2 separate regions of the Anas platyrhynchos genome follow, and region 2 is linked to region 1. A link is a contact called in public Hi-C data. All regions are on one chromosome and are shown on one strand. The core of a region is the stretch at or near the end of the contact, and the rest is flanking DNA. Distances in the headings are between cores, read along the strand shown. Region 1 holds the start of TMEM168 (transmembrane protein 168). Region 2 holds the start of IFRD1 (interferon related developmental regulator 1).

Evidence for each region. Hi-C and Micro-C count contacts between places; a contact is called where the count stands out from the background.
Region 2: a Hi-C map of liver shows a contact between it and region 1, with 5 times the contacts expected there. The contact joins the promoter of IFRD1 here to the promoter of TMEM168 in region 1. A contact is called at or near these places in 3 of 8 Hi-C or Micro-C datasets (liver, skeletal muscle and subcutaneous adipose tissue).

Annotation. Positions count from the first base shown.
Region 1 is chr1:28,462,144-28,468,952 of IASCAAS_PekinDuck_T2T, reverse strand. TMEM168 (transmembrane protein 168) reads right to left here and starts at 3,162. Exons shown (of 5, transcript XM_027457397.3): 1 at 2,986-3,162. It overlaps LOC140001608 (a long non-coding RNA gene), which reads left to right and starts at 3,331. Exons shown (of 4, transcript XR_011807013.1): 1 at 3,331-3,487; 2 at 3,896-3,951; 3 at 4,028-4,122. SAMTOR (S-adenosylmethionine sensor upstream of mTORC1) reads right to left here. Exons shown (of 5, transcript XM_027457409.3): 5 at 4,807-6,809.
Region 2 is chr1:28,593,807-28,600,615 of IASCAAS_PekinDuck_T2T, reverse strand. It overlaps IFRD1 (interferon related developmental regulator 1), which reads left to right and starts at 2,635. Exons shown (of 12, transcript XM_027457370.3): 1 at 2,635-2,985; 2 at 4,765-4,869; 3 at 5,556-5,637; 4 at 6,057-6,181; 5 at 6,472-6,629. The coding sequence starts at 2,940. It overlaps LOC106014344 (a long non-coding RNA gene), which reads left to right. Exons shown (of 3, transcript XR_011807019.1): 3 at 1-2,140.

The sequences.
Region 1 (6,809 bases), core at 1,913-4,412:
GAATAGCATTCATTTCCATAATTAGAAACAAAAGTTCTTGAGGAAATTCTATTTCCACCAAAATCTGTATTTCACTGTATTTAATGATAGTTTTCTACTTCACACAATGTTGTCAGAGGCAAAGTTCAAAGTTCTCTTGTTAAAGGCAAAAAAGGTTTGTGCTTCAAAGCCATAACTGCTCTGTATGCAGAATGTGTTAGAAGCAACAAACTGGTAAGAGTTACTCCAAGAACAAGCTTTCTGAGAGCTTACAGGTAAAGGAAAACACACGTACTTCTGCTTTTTGAGCATTTTGCACCTAGAAAGTCTAAACCAGGAGTGACTGAATAAATAAAACAGAGCCTACACCTCCAGAGAAAGTAAGACAGAAACCAGCAGGTGGATCAGAAGAAAATAAAGAAACAATACAATCAGTATCAATATTTTCCCTTGCTAATTTTCCTAAGAAGCATCACAAATTCGAAAGGGCTCCAGAACAAATTCCCTTAGCTAAAACTTACTGAAATCCTGTGTAATAATTATATTTACATATAACGTTTGTTTCACAATGTATTAACAAAATGTTTATCTCAGAGTACAATTAGATAAGTTACTGGCAATCTCCAGCAAGTAAGAAGACTCATTTGTAGCCTCTATCATTTCTGAAGTAATTACCTAATTGCCCATCTTTCAAAGACTTCTGAAGAGTTAATGGTACGAGAGAGCAGATAATGCCTCGAGAACACTTAGAGCTAGTGTTATAGCTTACTGCTTTCATTTATAATGCTGAGGGAAGTATTAAAGGACACTTTGACTGAAACTCCTAAGACTTCGTTCTCTCTCTTCATTTTTATATTTATTATTTTTTTTAAGTCAGTGAACAACAAAAGTGTGGGACTGATTTGCCTATCTGCTTTGGCTTCTCTGAAGACTGACACGCCGTATCAAACCAGCTTACGTAACTGGTGCAGTGACAAACCAGGCCTAGGGAATCCTAGTTTTAAAATTTGAAAATATATATTATCAATATTAAGTAATTATCTTAAATACCTAAGATACATTACAAATATTATTTGGAAAGAACTGTACTTTAAAAGTCTGTTTAATTAAAACAGCATACATACGAACTACTCAAAAGGGATGGTTATTACACAGTGCCATTACAAGTTCAAGTTCTTTGAACTTCAGCAATGCTTTTTCTTAGCTCTCATTACTATTAATGTTTGATACATATCAATTTAATTCTGAACTGCCTAGACACTTAAGATCTTGTAATATTTCTCCCCTCACCTAGTGGAATACTTTCAACCTTTCCTTTATTTCCTACTTCATACAGACAGCACAGCTCAGTTTGCTATCATATTGCTGGTGGCACTATATCAGGTTATTACAGCACTGGTTTCGCTCTTGTATTCCTGTAATACAAACAACACTCACGTTACAGACAACCGGAGCCATTTATTTAAACTCCTGCGTGTCTTCTCCCCCCACACCAAAGTCACCAGTTAGCTCACATTGAAACTGTGAGTATGGAGGTGTGATTTCATGTTTTCTTCCCTCTCTCAGTACTGATACTTGACTGCTGCTATGTTGTCCCATTACCTCGCTCACTGAACCTTTCTGGAATCCCTCCGAGACGAGGGACTGCTGCTGCTGTAAGTGTGCGTGCAGACAACAGCCTCACACAACCCACCAGACCAGCCCACGTACAAAAGGCGTAAGCTCCCGACGAATATCCAGCTTAAAATTCTGCCGCTGTCACTAAATCCTTTTTGGGTAGGATCAGTGCAGAAGCAACACCACCACCCCCCAGCAGGCAAGCAGCCACTCTGAGGGGCAGAAACCCTCTGCCCAGTTCAGCGCGTTGCTGGCAGCAGGTCATGAGAAATGTGGCACAGACGCTGCTGGTGCTGCCATCGATGTGCCTGCACAGGGTGCCAGGGCAGGAAACACACGCGTGTTTGGAGCAGAAAGGCTCAGCAAGCGCTGAGTTATCTGCAAAGTGACAGCTCGGACCTTAAATTTGACCTCCTCTTCCTGGCTTTCCGCTGAATCTGCAAAAAGATGGGCTAGTAAACCCTGCTACTGACCGTGAATGTCCTCTGAACCAAATCATGTGGTCAACTTTTTGGTCAGAAGAAGAAAAAGTAGCGTTTTTGTGGTTTACATATCGCATCTCGCGGATATCACCAACCTGCAGTAACACAGCAACTCCAATGGGAAACTCCTGGAGCCGATTTATTCTTTACAATGCAACTCTTCGCTACTTTTGTCACTTGTTTGTGCTTATATTTTGAACAAAGACAGTTCAAAGTTTACTTATTTATTTATTTTTTCTTCAAAGTAAGGGCCTTAATGTTTCAGGTTGCATCATCCGCGTTAAATGTTTGAGCAAATCGAACTTAGACACAAAGCAAACAGAATGCGCGCCTTTCTTTTTGAACGCTCATCAATTTGTGCAAGCCTGCGGTTTTAAACTGAACCTAAACCCAGATCTAAACTTAAGCTCAACTATCCAAGAGCCTCTCTATAGATACTCAGGAACAGCGTTCCCAAAGCAGTTTTTAACGTGATTTGCAGGAATCACAAGGAAAGCCCAGGAAAGCAGCTTTGGTAGTGTACCAGCAGCTGGCTTCGAGTTGGGGTGAGACCTCTGGAAACTGGACAGTGACAGTCTCTTGGCTGGAGCTGGCCTCCTCTTTTATTCACCCACTTTCGCCCAAGTTTACAACAAAAGCAACTCCGGGAGACTTTATAAACCAAAAAAGCAGTATTTATGCAGAGCATCACCTGAGTGCCTCAGGCCGCCGCGGGCACCCGCCTCGGCCAGGGCAACGCGCCCGGGGGGTCCCGGCGGGGCACCACCACCCGCCCCGACCCCCAGCTCCCCAAATCCCCCTTCCCAGAGCCCAGCCCCCCCTGGGGCTCCCCGCCGAGCCGGTGCCGAGCCCCCCGCTGTGCCCCAGCCCCGCCGTGCGCCCCCTGCCCCCGCCGGCCCGGCCTCACCTCCGCGGGCGTCCCGGCCACTCCCCGCCCCCCCGCGCAGCGCCGCCGCCATCTTAGGGCTGCGGCGGCCCCGCTACGGGCAGCGCGGAGGCTCAAACGGCGCCGCCCGGGCGCTGCCCGAGCCCCGGGCCCGGCCCCTGAGAGGGCTGCGGGGGGATCCCGGGAGGCTGGGGCGAGGTGCTGGGGGGGGAGCGGGCACCCCCGCCGCTCCCCCGCGGTTAGAGGAGGTGGGGATGGGGGTGCTGAGCCCCCCCCCGCAGCCTCACGCAGGGAGAGTCGAGCAGCGGGGCGATAGGAGGGGGAAACGCGCCCTGCCCGGCACACAGGCACAAAATGGAAGGCGGGGGGGGGGGAGGCAGCCGGACACACGCCCAGCCTGCTCGGGGCACGCAAGAGGGAACGCAGATCCTGGACGGACTCGTTCCTCCCAAGCTAAAAGGCTTGTTTTACACAAAATGCCAGCCGTGTTTCATGCACAGCCCGCCTTGGCAAGCGCAGCCAGGTGGGTGCGAGGAGAAGCCCGTAGACCCTAACGGTGCCACTGCCCCCACTGCCCACACAGGCACAGCAGCGGGAGCGGAGCTGGAAGCGGAGACAGGCTGCAGGCTCCTGGCCCTCCTTCCTGGCACCCCTCCATGGCGGGTAACCCCCTGCTTCCCGCAGGCAGTGCTGCCTGGCAGCCGCTGGCCACGCCAAGAGCTGGAACTTGGTCACGCTTTCTCTTCTTCCCGAAGCTGCTGGGCAGCTGAGTCACAGGAACCCCTCCTAAACCCTCTTCAAAATTTAAATAAAACTACCCAATACTCTTAAAAATTATTATTTTAATCTGTTTCCTTTAGAAGCACCTGCTACAGATGCTGTGATAGCATCATGAAAAACTCCTACTTAACACTGTGTTTCTTTAACTTAGGGATACACTTCAAGCAACTACTGGTTGAGCTTCCTAGATGACACTTTATTTGAAACGTAAGAAAAAGCAACTAAGTTTCAATGCAAGTTTGCTAAATGCAACCCTTCTAAAAGTCTTCCTGCTGTTCCACAGGTATAAAACAATGAATTTAAAGTGAGAATAAAGGAGCAGGAACCTGAACAACCCAACTTTGCAAGGAATCAAAGATGCACTGTGCATTAATGGAGGTATGATTAAAAGTACTTTTAATAATCACTTCCAAAGGCAAGTCAGCAAGTCTCCCTGAAGCAGAAAAGGTTAGGAAAATTCTGTGAAACGATGCTTTTTAATCTTCACTGTTAAGCAAGGGATCCAGAATACATCAGCTAAGCTCCACAGTGCTAGGGGCACACTTAAGTTCTGCTGAAATTTAATTTTCTTACAATTTTGCCCTGATTACGAGCCTTGCATTTTCAGTTCTTTGGATTGCTTTTCCCACTGCCATCCTTTCACAGCACCTGCACAACTCAAAACCATCATGTGGAGGAATACAGGGATGACTTCAAAGGGCAAACTTACCGCAGCTGCTGCAAAGATATTTCAGAAGGACAGAGGGGAAATTAAGAACCTCTATAATGGAAAGAGGAACTCTATTACTAAGTGGTCACACTATAAGTAGGCAGAAAATAAATATGATACAAAATCAACTAGAGGAACTCCTGAAAGATGTCCATAAAGCTCATGTCACAACTAAGATGTAGAAATTTAGTACATGAGTTTCAACTTAACTTCTTTACTAGATTCCAGTTTATAAAACAAACCCAGACAAACCCAAGTGTTTTCTTGAAAATAAGAACTATGCATTGGTTTTATTGGGCTTCAGTGTAAACCAACTGCAAGAGAAAAAAAAAAAAAAACAGAACACCCACATATCAAAGAAACAGGTCTTTTTTTTTTTTTTTTTAATAAATGTGCTTTGTTCACAAAAAGTAGTGACATGAAGACAACAAAAATGCAAATACATTTTTTTTTTCTTCTCCAGCACCTTAAGAACGAGAGATTTGTGTCATCTCTTGCCCAGTCAAAATTTTCAAACATTTCATAACCTAGAAACATTCCTCTTGCACCAAAGCGAAATATCCAACAACTCCCACTATCACTAGTATTGTTCAGGGAGGTGTAAGTATTTATGCAAAACTGACTTTCATTCTCCACAATTCACTGTCCCTTGTAAAAAACAAAAACAAAACAAAAAAACACTTCAGGTATTTAGAATAAGCAGCAAGAAAACCAAGCTGTTACAAATCTCAGGTCCCTAAACCACAAATACAATGGTGTCAACAAGCTGCCAAGAAGGCCTAGAATTTAAATAATTATGTTTTAAACTCTTTAAAGATAAATCTTGGCTCATTTGTATGAATCACAAACCGATTTACATTGGCCAATGCCAACATTTCTGTCAGCTGGTACACAACTTTTTTTTTTTTAGAGGAATATAAATTAAAATGCTAGGCAGACTTCAAAGCATGTGCAGATTAGATTTCTAAAAAACAGATGAATTTATAGCACCAATAGTTTAACACTAGCATTGCTGGAGTCAGTGAAAGAAGAGAGGTTTTGACTGATGAATGTTTTAGTGAAATGGTAAAGCAGTAGATGCAAACACTGAATTACAGCTGGTTTTGAATCTGTTGTATATTTCATTAGGTATTTTCCATAAAAATTAAGTCAACCATAGTAACTTGTCCTTTTTTTTTTTTTCCTAAACACAAGCTGTATAGGTGTTTGGTTTGTATACAACTATATCATTCAGATTGAATAACAGTTTTGAATCAGATGTTTGGGTACACTTTAAATTTATGAAAAGAGACACAGAAAGCTTATGTTTAAGAATAAAGCATTGCAGTCCAGTTCGTGTTTGAGTGTAAGCAGGACCAATACAGTATGACTCTTTGTAGGAAATTGTATACAAGAAAAAACAGACAGGTCAAACTGGCACTTTCAGTGCAAAACTTCAATGGAAAGTTTCCATTTTTGTAGCAACTACTGTTAAATCCACACTAATACTTCAGTTTGCCTGGTAACATCTGTATTATAAAAACAACATGGCAGATTGAAATGGTGTAAGGTGTGTTTCCAACTATGAAACTTTACACTGTATTTTCTACCATGTTGCTGCTGTCAGTCTTAAATCCATGATGTAGCACCTAGTTCCAATCATTTGTGATAGGCACTCACTTACAGATTTTAAAGCCTAACATTCAAATTTGAAAATTCTGGTCATTTTTAAATAGAGGGCAATCTAAGCTAAAGTAATACTGAATCCTCTATTTTTAAATGCTGAACAGATTTTTTTTTCCTGCAAAGTACTCACAAATTTATTACACGATTTAAAAAACTTCATAAACATAAACCACTTGGTTTACCTTCTTACAGTGCAGACCAGTTTTCAGACAGCTATGGGGTTTTCATTTAACTAAAACAGAAGACTGGGGTCCAAATAAGCAAACAAAATAGTGTATGTTAACTTCACTTGTGTGGTCTGAATATGTCTTTTGTGCAAATACACATGTCCTTGAAAATCTTGTGAAAATGTTCCTTTTTTATTAAACAAAATCAGTCTGTAGTTATCATACAATTGTTCTTAATTGTAGACCACCCAACTTAAAGTTTGTTTTAAAACACATAAATAATTTACTTTAAAACATGACAAAAATCCCACCACCACTCCCCTCCCCCCAAAAAAAAAAATTGAAAAAAATACAGAACACATTGGGGAAATACTGATGTATGTTAGTGCTTGTACACTGAAAATTGCAAAAACATATTCCAGCTTTTAAGTGAAACAATTGTCTAGACGTACCATACTTCTCTGTGTCTGGGGGATAACCTCTTCAGCAATCTCACATCTATCTGCTCTTTATGCAATGAAATT
Region 2 (6,809 bases), core at 1,386-3,885, 130 kb before region 1:
ATGGGCTGAAGCTCTTTGTTACACCTTTTCTTAGGTTGTTTGTCAGAGACAAGCTGTCTCAAGCCAGCTCTGCCATGGTGCTGCTGCATGGCCTCGGGTCAGACTGCTGTGTGAGGAAGAGCTATAGGAAGCACGGCCTGCTTGCTTTCACTCAGAAGCCCTGGTCCTTGCCTGAGCTGTGTTACAGACATGCCTGTGGCTGGCCATGTACCTGCTGGCCCAGACCCTGGCCCAGCAGAGCTGATCTCAGATCCTCCTCTTCGCTGCAGGCTTATCTGATGCTGACCACACCAGTGGCTGCTCCTGGTTATTGTCACTGAACCTGACTCAGACCCTGACTTGCTGGCTTCACTTTCTGGCTTGACCTCGCACCTTGCTTGTCTCTCTCTGTGGTCACTTGGATCTTCTGGCAGCCCGTACTCCTAGCTGAACCTGCTCACCACCACCTGACCTGCTTTGCTCTTCTTTGCGTGCTGTGGGGCTGCACCTGCACGGCAGTGGGGCCACTCTCATGCCTGCCTCGGTGTCATCTTCAGTTCTCAGCTTGTTTTGCCTTACAGACCTGCCTGCCCCTGCTGCTTCGTGAAATGCTTTTGTCCAGGGGATGCGAACTCTCACCTGTGCTGGTACCACTGGTGCCAGTGTTACTGGGACACCCATGATACCAGTCGCTCCAGCGCGAGCCAGACAATAGGTACACAGATTTCTGACACCACGTGGCTCTCCTTTTAGCCAGAGATTTTTGTCAGAAAGCTGTCTTGAGCCAACCTAGTGGCGCCATGTGTCCCTGCCAGTATGATAAATCAGGATAGTGGGCAAGAAGTCAGCAAGCAAGACAAAGAGCCTGTTCTGCCACAGACAAGCTGTGCAAAACTAAGCAGTGATATGCAACCCCTTTTGTGAGCTCTCACCAAGCTGCTGGTCAGATATCCAGGGAATCTTGGTAACCTGGCAAGGTGTATAGCAGAATATAAGCCACAAGTAAAAGTCCGATGCAAAGTGGTCACAAAGTAGTCATGGGTTCCTTGTTTGTGTCACATTTTGTAATTTATTTCCATTGTCTGAGTCTAGTAATACCCTCTTGAACATCAGCAGCTGCTTTTCCCACTTGAGCCACAACTTTTTCTCCTCCCCCCCCCCAGGGGTTTTGCCTCCACCTGCCCTGGTTAGACCACACTTGTTGTTCCGGCTGTCACACCTCCAAGAAGTACAAGGTTCAACCTAATCCTTGCTGGCAGCTTAAGACAGCATTGTTTTGAGACGAGGGCACCAGCACGAAGGCGACAACTTCACTTCAGTCCGGGCCAACTGGTCAGCCTGTACCTGCGAAAGTAACTTATGCATTAAGAGAGCAGACATACAGGAAGGTGTTAGGACACGGCTGACCTTAATAAAACGGTATTGGCACCTTGCATTTAAAGCACACCGACCACACAAGTTTGCTCGGCTGCTATTAGCTGTTGCTTATTCAGCTCCCCTGTTCTAATACTGAGTCTTGCGTACCCAGGGGTGCAGTTACACCTCCTGGATTTAATTAAAACTCCTCCACCTACTTACCTGGAAGGCTGTCTTTTTCCCTAACATTTCACAGGAACTGTCTTGAAGGAGAAAAATTGGTGCCTCTGAGACACTCTTGTGCTGCCCTGCACGCAGGCAGTGCTTACCGACTTTCATCCTATTTTTTTAACAGGATTTTAAAAGAAATGAAGTGAGTGGGCCTATTTCAGCAACTCGTCTCTCGCATGCCCCACAGGGAGTTGTTCACTAGGAGACTCCCACGGCACTGCAGCAGGCCCTACCAGCACCCCAAATATCAAGCTGATAACCAGTAACCATTTTCCAGAAGCAGACGCTGAAGCTATTACCCTTTGCTCACTCAGCACACACAAACAGCTCGCTAAGCCCCTTTATTTAAAATAATTCCTTTATTTTCCACGTAGTGTTTACACAGAATTGTTATGAAAGCTTATTTTTCTAGAAGCTGCCGTGTGAACGTGCTTTGTGTGAGGGGACTGAGGTAATGCTGCCACCGCCACACCTGAGGCAACTTTTTGGCGCGCTCTGGGAAATCACCCTCTGCCCCTCAGCACGGTGCGCGCCTCAAACGTTCGTGTTTGGGAAATGTTATCGTTTAACCTCTTGTTGGTGGATGGGAGTGTTGTTACTGGGCTCAGCAGAAGACAAAAAGTAACATTTTGGGGTACGATTCACATTTTAAGTTTTACACCACGTGGGCTTTCCGTATAGATACAGACGGCAATAAGGATTTCTGGGCGGTTAGCGTGAAAAAACACGATTAATTCCTTCCTACTGCCACCAGAAGCGTGTTTTATTCCCTATTTTCACAGCGTGTCCCTTCTGACAAAAAAAAATAAGGATAAAAACCCGTTTTTTATTAAATTCGCGCCCGCCACGCGCGCAGAGCCCGGGCAACCCCCTCCCCCCCCCCATTCCCGTCAGCCGAGCCCGCCGCCCCCAGCATGCCCCGCGTCACGGCGCCGCTGACGTCGCGGGCCCCTTCCGCGCGGCCGCGTCACGGGTTTCGCGCGGCCGAGCCGGGCGCCGCCCGCTGATTGGTCGAGGCGGCGGCGCGGCGCTAGGCCCCGCCCCCTAGGCTATAAAAGCGGCGCCGGGCGCCCCCTCGGCGCCTTTCGCCCCGGGTGCCTGAGAGGAGAAAGATGCATCGACTCCGCTCGCGGGCCTCCACGGGGATTTCTGCCTTCGCCGCCCGTCCGTCCTCCGCCTGCCGCCGCCAATCCCCTCCGCTGCCCCGGCCCGGGAAGGCCGCCTCGCAGAGACGTTGGAGTAAAAAGCCCGCCTGCTCCTCCATCGGCTGATCCTCGGCCCTGCCCGGCCAGGGGGGGAGCGCGGACGCCGGCAGCCGGCCGGAGGGAAGGGCAGCGCGCGGGGAGCCCGCCGGGACCAGCGCCGCCGCGGCCATGCCCAAGGCCAAGAAGCGGGGAGGCGCCCACCAGCGCGGCGCCGGTGAGACGGTGGGGCCGGGGCGGGCCGGGAGCGGGGAGCGGGAGCCGGGCCGGGAGCCGCGGGGCCTCCGTGAGGCGCCCGCCGGGCCCGGGCTCCGCGCGCCGGGGCGGGGCCGGCGCTGACAGGAGCCGGCTCCGGGGCCGCCGGGTCGCGGGCACTGCGCATGCGCCCGGGGGGGTGCGGGGAGGGGGGGGGAAACGGGCCTGGAGGCGGCGGCGGGGCCCGGCCCGCGGGGGGAGGGGGGGGGCAGGGGGGGAGGGCTGGCCGCAGTTTGGGGGGAAATACCAGGGGTTTGGGGCTAAAAGGGGGCTGTGGGGAGTGCTCGGTTTGTGTGGAGGCGGGGGTGTGGGAAGGAGAAGGGGTCGCGGTGGCTGCAGGGCGGGGAGGCTTTGTCACGGCTGTCACGGCCCTGACCCAAACCGCGCGGGCAGCTTCCAGCATCCTCCTGCGGCCGCTTTTACACCCATCTGTGCTGGCTATTGCCGTGCTGCCCTCTGGGTCTGACACCACTAGGAGTGTGAAGGTGGCTGTGCCAGAGCTCTGAGCTTTGCGTGTTCTCCACCCCTGCAAGCACACTCGTGTTTGCCCCCTGTAACCATAGGAAACACCCCGAGTGTGGGCAGTGTGACAGCCAGACGTTTAGGGCCTCGTAAGCATCCAGAGTGAGAATCCAGCCTTACTGGAAAACGCTCACACGTTGATCAGCTCAGGCTTGGTTCTGCCTAAATAAAAAAGCTTTGCTGGAGTCTTGGTCGTCAGGAAGTCTGCCTGAGACAGGCAAGCATTGTGTGCTGGCCTCTGATGTAATTTTTCTGGTACAATTGCCTCCAAATAAAGTGGAAGAGTAAAATTCAGAGTTCAATGGAAGGCATCTGGAAAGGCTGTTGGACAAACAACGGTAAAATTGTTATTTTTTCATATTCAACTTCAGTAGATACAGCTAGAATAAGGCAATAGTAGGCCATATTATAAAGAATAAGGCAATACAGTAGAATAAGGCACTAATAGAGCATACAGTATTACCAGCTCAAACTTGCCCAATTATTACTGCTCTAAAAATAAGATACAGACATGAGAAGCTCTAGAGATGAGTACAAAAGGCAATAATGATGCTTTCTTAAAAAAGACTGAAGTTACTAAAAAGAGGCCTTCTTAAAGGGGGGAAAAATATCTTATTGCAACTTTGATGTTTTAGCTTCTACTAAAAATGAGCTAAGACTACAACTCTTTCAGCTTGCTTGGAACATAAATCTTAACAGCTGGAGCAGTTGATCAGAGCGTAGGCCTGCATGTTGCTGATAGTGCACATACTGCACTTAATCCAGTAAATCCCACGTTGAACTGGGTAATGTATGTTTGCCTACACTTCTAACCTAGACCAGCTTGAAGTCTGGCAAATTTGAAATGTAAAGACTGTGGCAAGTTTTCAGGTAGCTGTTCCTAACAGTTAATATAAAGCTATTTTTAGGGCACAGTCACAGGAGAGTGCAGTAACGTGACTTTGGTTACAGAATAATCCTAAACCTAGAGTTAGGAATGCTACCAATACTTGGAAAACTAGGTGGGTTCTTCCCTACTGTTCACATGTGATTTTCCAGAGCTGAGCCCAACAAGTCTTCTGGACAGGTGGGAATAAAGGAGGAGGTAGAGGGCAGGACACGTGCTTTGGGTCTGGATCAGAGCGAGTGGGTGTGTTGAGAGGATTAAATTCTACTTTTGGTATCCAGATCTTTCTTCTGTGTTCAAGTTACTGACCAGTTGTGTTCATCTTTCTTTAAGGTGGTCAGCCCAGAAATGTGCAGCCTTTTAGTGATGAAGATGCTTCAATTGAAACTATGAGCCACTGCAGTGGCTTCAGTGATCCTGCTAGCTTCACTGAGGATGGTAAATTCTTCAATTTTTATCTTCCTCCTTTATTATTAGGCTACTTTCTGCGGGAATTACAATCTTTAGAGACAAAAAATCAAGGTACACTGCAAAAAAATAGTGTTACAGGGGAGGTGGGAGAGTTCGAGATGGAGTGACTTGCACTTAGTGGTTTGGGGTGAGGTTTGTACTGTGGAAGACCACAGTGTCTGTGTAGGCAGCAGCTTGTCTTCTCCACAACCTGGGCTGTTGTTAATGACCTCTTGTTGGGAGGAGAGGACCTGAAGGCCTGCTCCTGCTTCAGGGGGATGAGCCTGGGAGCCTCCCCTGTGAATACGTGCAGTACCTGTACCCAAGACACTGTGTGGAATATCCCCCTGTGTGCCAGAGGTAGAAACGGTGGACAGGATGAAAATGTACTGTTGGCCGGAAGGGTGCTGGTCTGTCAGTTGTGCAGAGCTTATGTAAGAGCCAATTAAGCCCTGCATTCATTCTTAGAACATGTAATGAGTAGGTACAGAAACAGCACGGGTGTATCAACTGGTCAGCTTTCATAAGAGGCAGTTCAATGTAGTTGTAATACTGAACAATTCTGTTGCTGTTGTCTATGCTGAATGACTTATTGGTACTAAAAATGTTCAGTGTTAGATACTAATGTGTACACTAAAAATATGTGTCTAAATCAATTATTTCTTATGGACTAGGGCCTGAAGTTGATGAAGAAGCCACTCAAGAAGACTTAGAATACAAATTGAAGGGATTTATTGATCTTACATTGGACAAGAGGTACAGTATGCTTTGAAAAATTGAAGAAATTAATTTATACGTTTGGTGGCTTCCTGATAAAATAGGGGAAGTTCTTTGCTTTCTGAAACTGTTTATTTCACATTGGAGAGGACTTGCTTTTCTTTTGGATCTGAAAAGCCTACCAAGTGCTTAGATAAGTGAGACTCAGACTTTCCTAAGAGCTTCAAGTAGATTAACTTTATTTCTAGCCTGTTGTGCTATTGTGAGCTGTGATTCCAGCCTTGTGCTGGAACTTTTCACTCCTTGAGGGAAGGAGATAATTTATAACACTTCATGCTTTATAGTACCGCAGTGGGTTGCTCTCTCTTGGGACCAGACAGATGTAGACTACGGTAAAATCAAAGGCTGAGCTTTAACTGGCGTTGATTTCAAGAAGTTTTCATTCTTTCTTTTAACAGTGCCAAAACAAGACAAGCAGCACTTGAAAGTCTGAAAAGTGCATTTTCTTCTAAAATATTATATGAATTTATCATGGAAAGGAGAATGACACTAACTGACAGCATTGAGCGCTGCATAAAGAAAGGTAAAGTGCTTGCTATTAGGAAGCTGTCATGCCAATGACATGCCTTGTTTGTTTGGAAGAAGTGTGTGAGGCTTCTCTAGTACTTTGTAGTACTTAATTTAGTTCTGTTTACAAAATTCCTTTTCTGAATTTGGATGGCATATTTTAAGTGACCTCAAAAATTAACTGAAATTACCTTCCGTCATTCTGTTTGGTTTCTGAGTTTCCACTTAAAGGTTTTCAAACTAATGCCTTTAACTGAAGGGAGGAGTGCACGGGGTGATCACTCACCACAGTGTGTTAATGTCTAGGTAAGAGTGAGGAGCAGTGTGCAGCTGCCGGACTGGCATGTCTCCTGTGCGTGCAGATGGGGTCAGGCATTGAAAGTGAGGAGATTTTTAAGACCCTTGGTCCGGTTCTGAAGAAGATCGTCTGTGATGGAACAGCCAGTGTCCAAGCCCGGCAGGCCGTAAGTCTTGGAAGGTTAAATGCTTCTTGCCATTGAGGGGCAGAGGGCAGTTTTAGGCAGTCTCACTATTGTGTCATCCAGAAGTAAAGGTTACTGCACTGGTGTAAACACCTCATGTTGACGTATGCTCAGGGTGATACATAGCAAATTTCACTGTCTCAGAGGAACTCCACCTAAAGC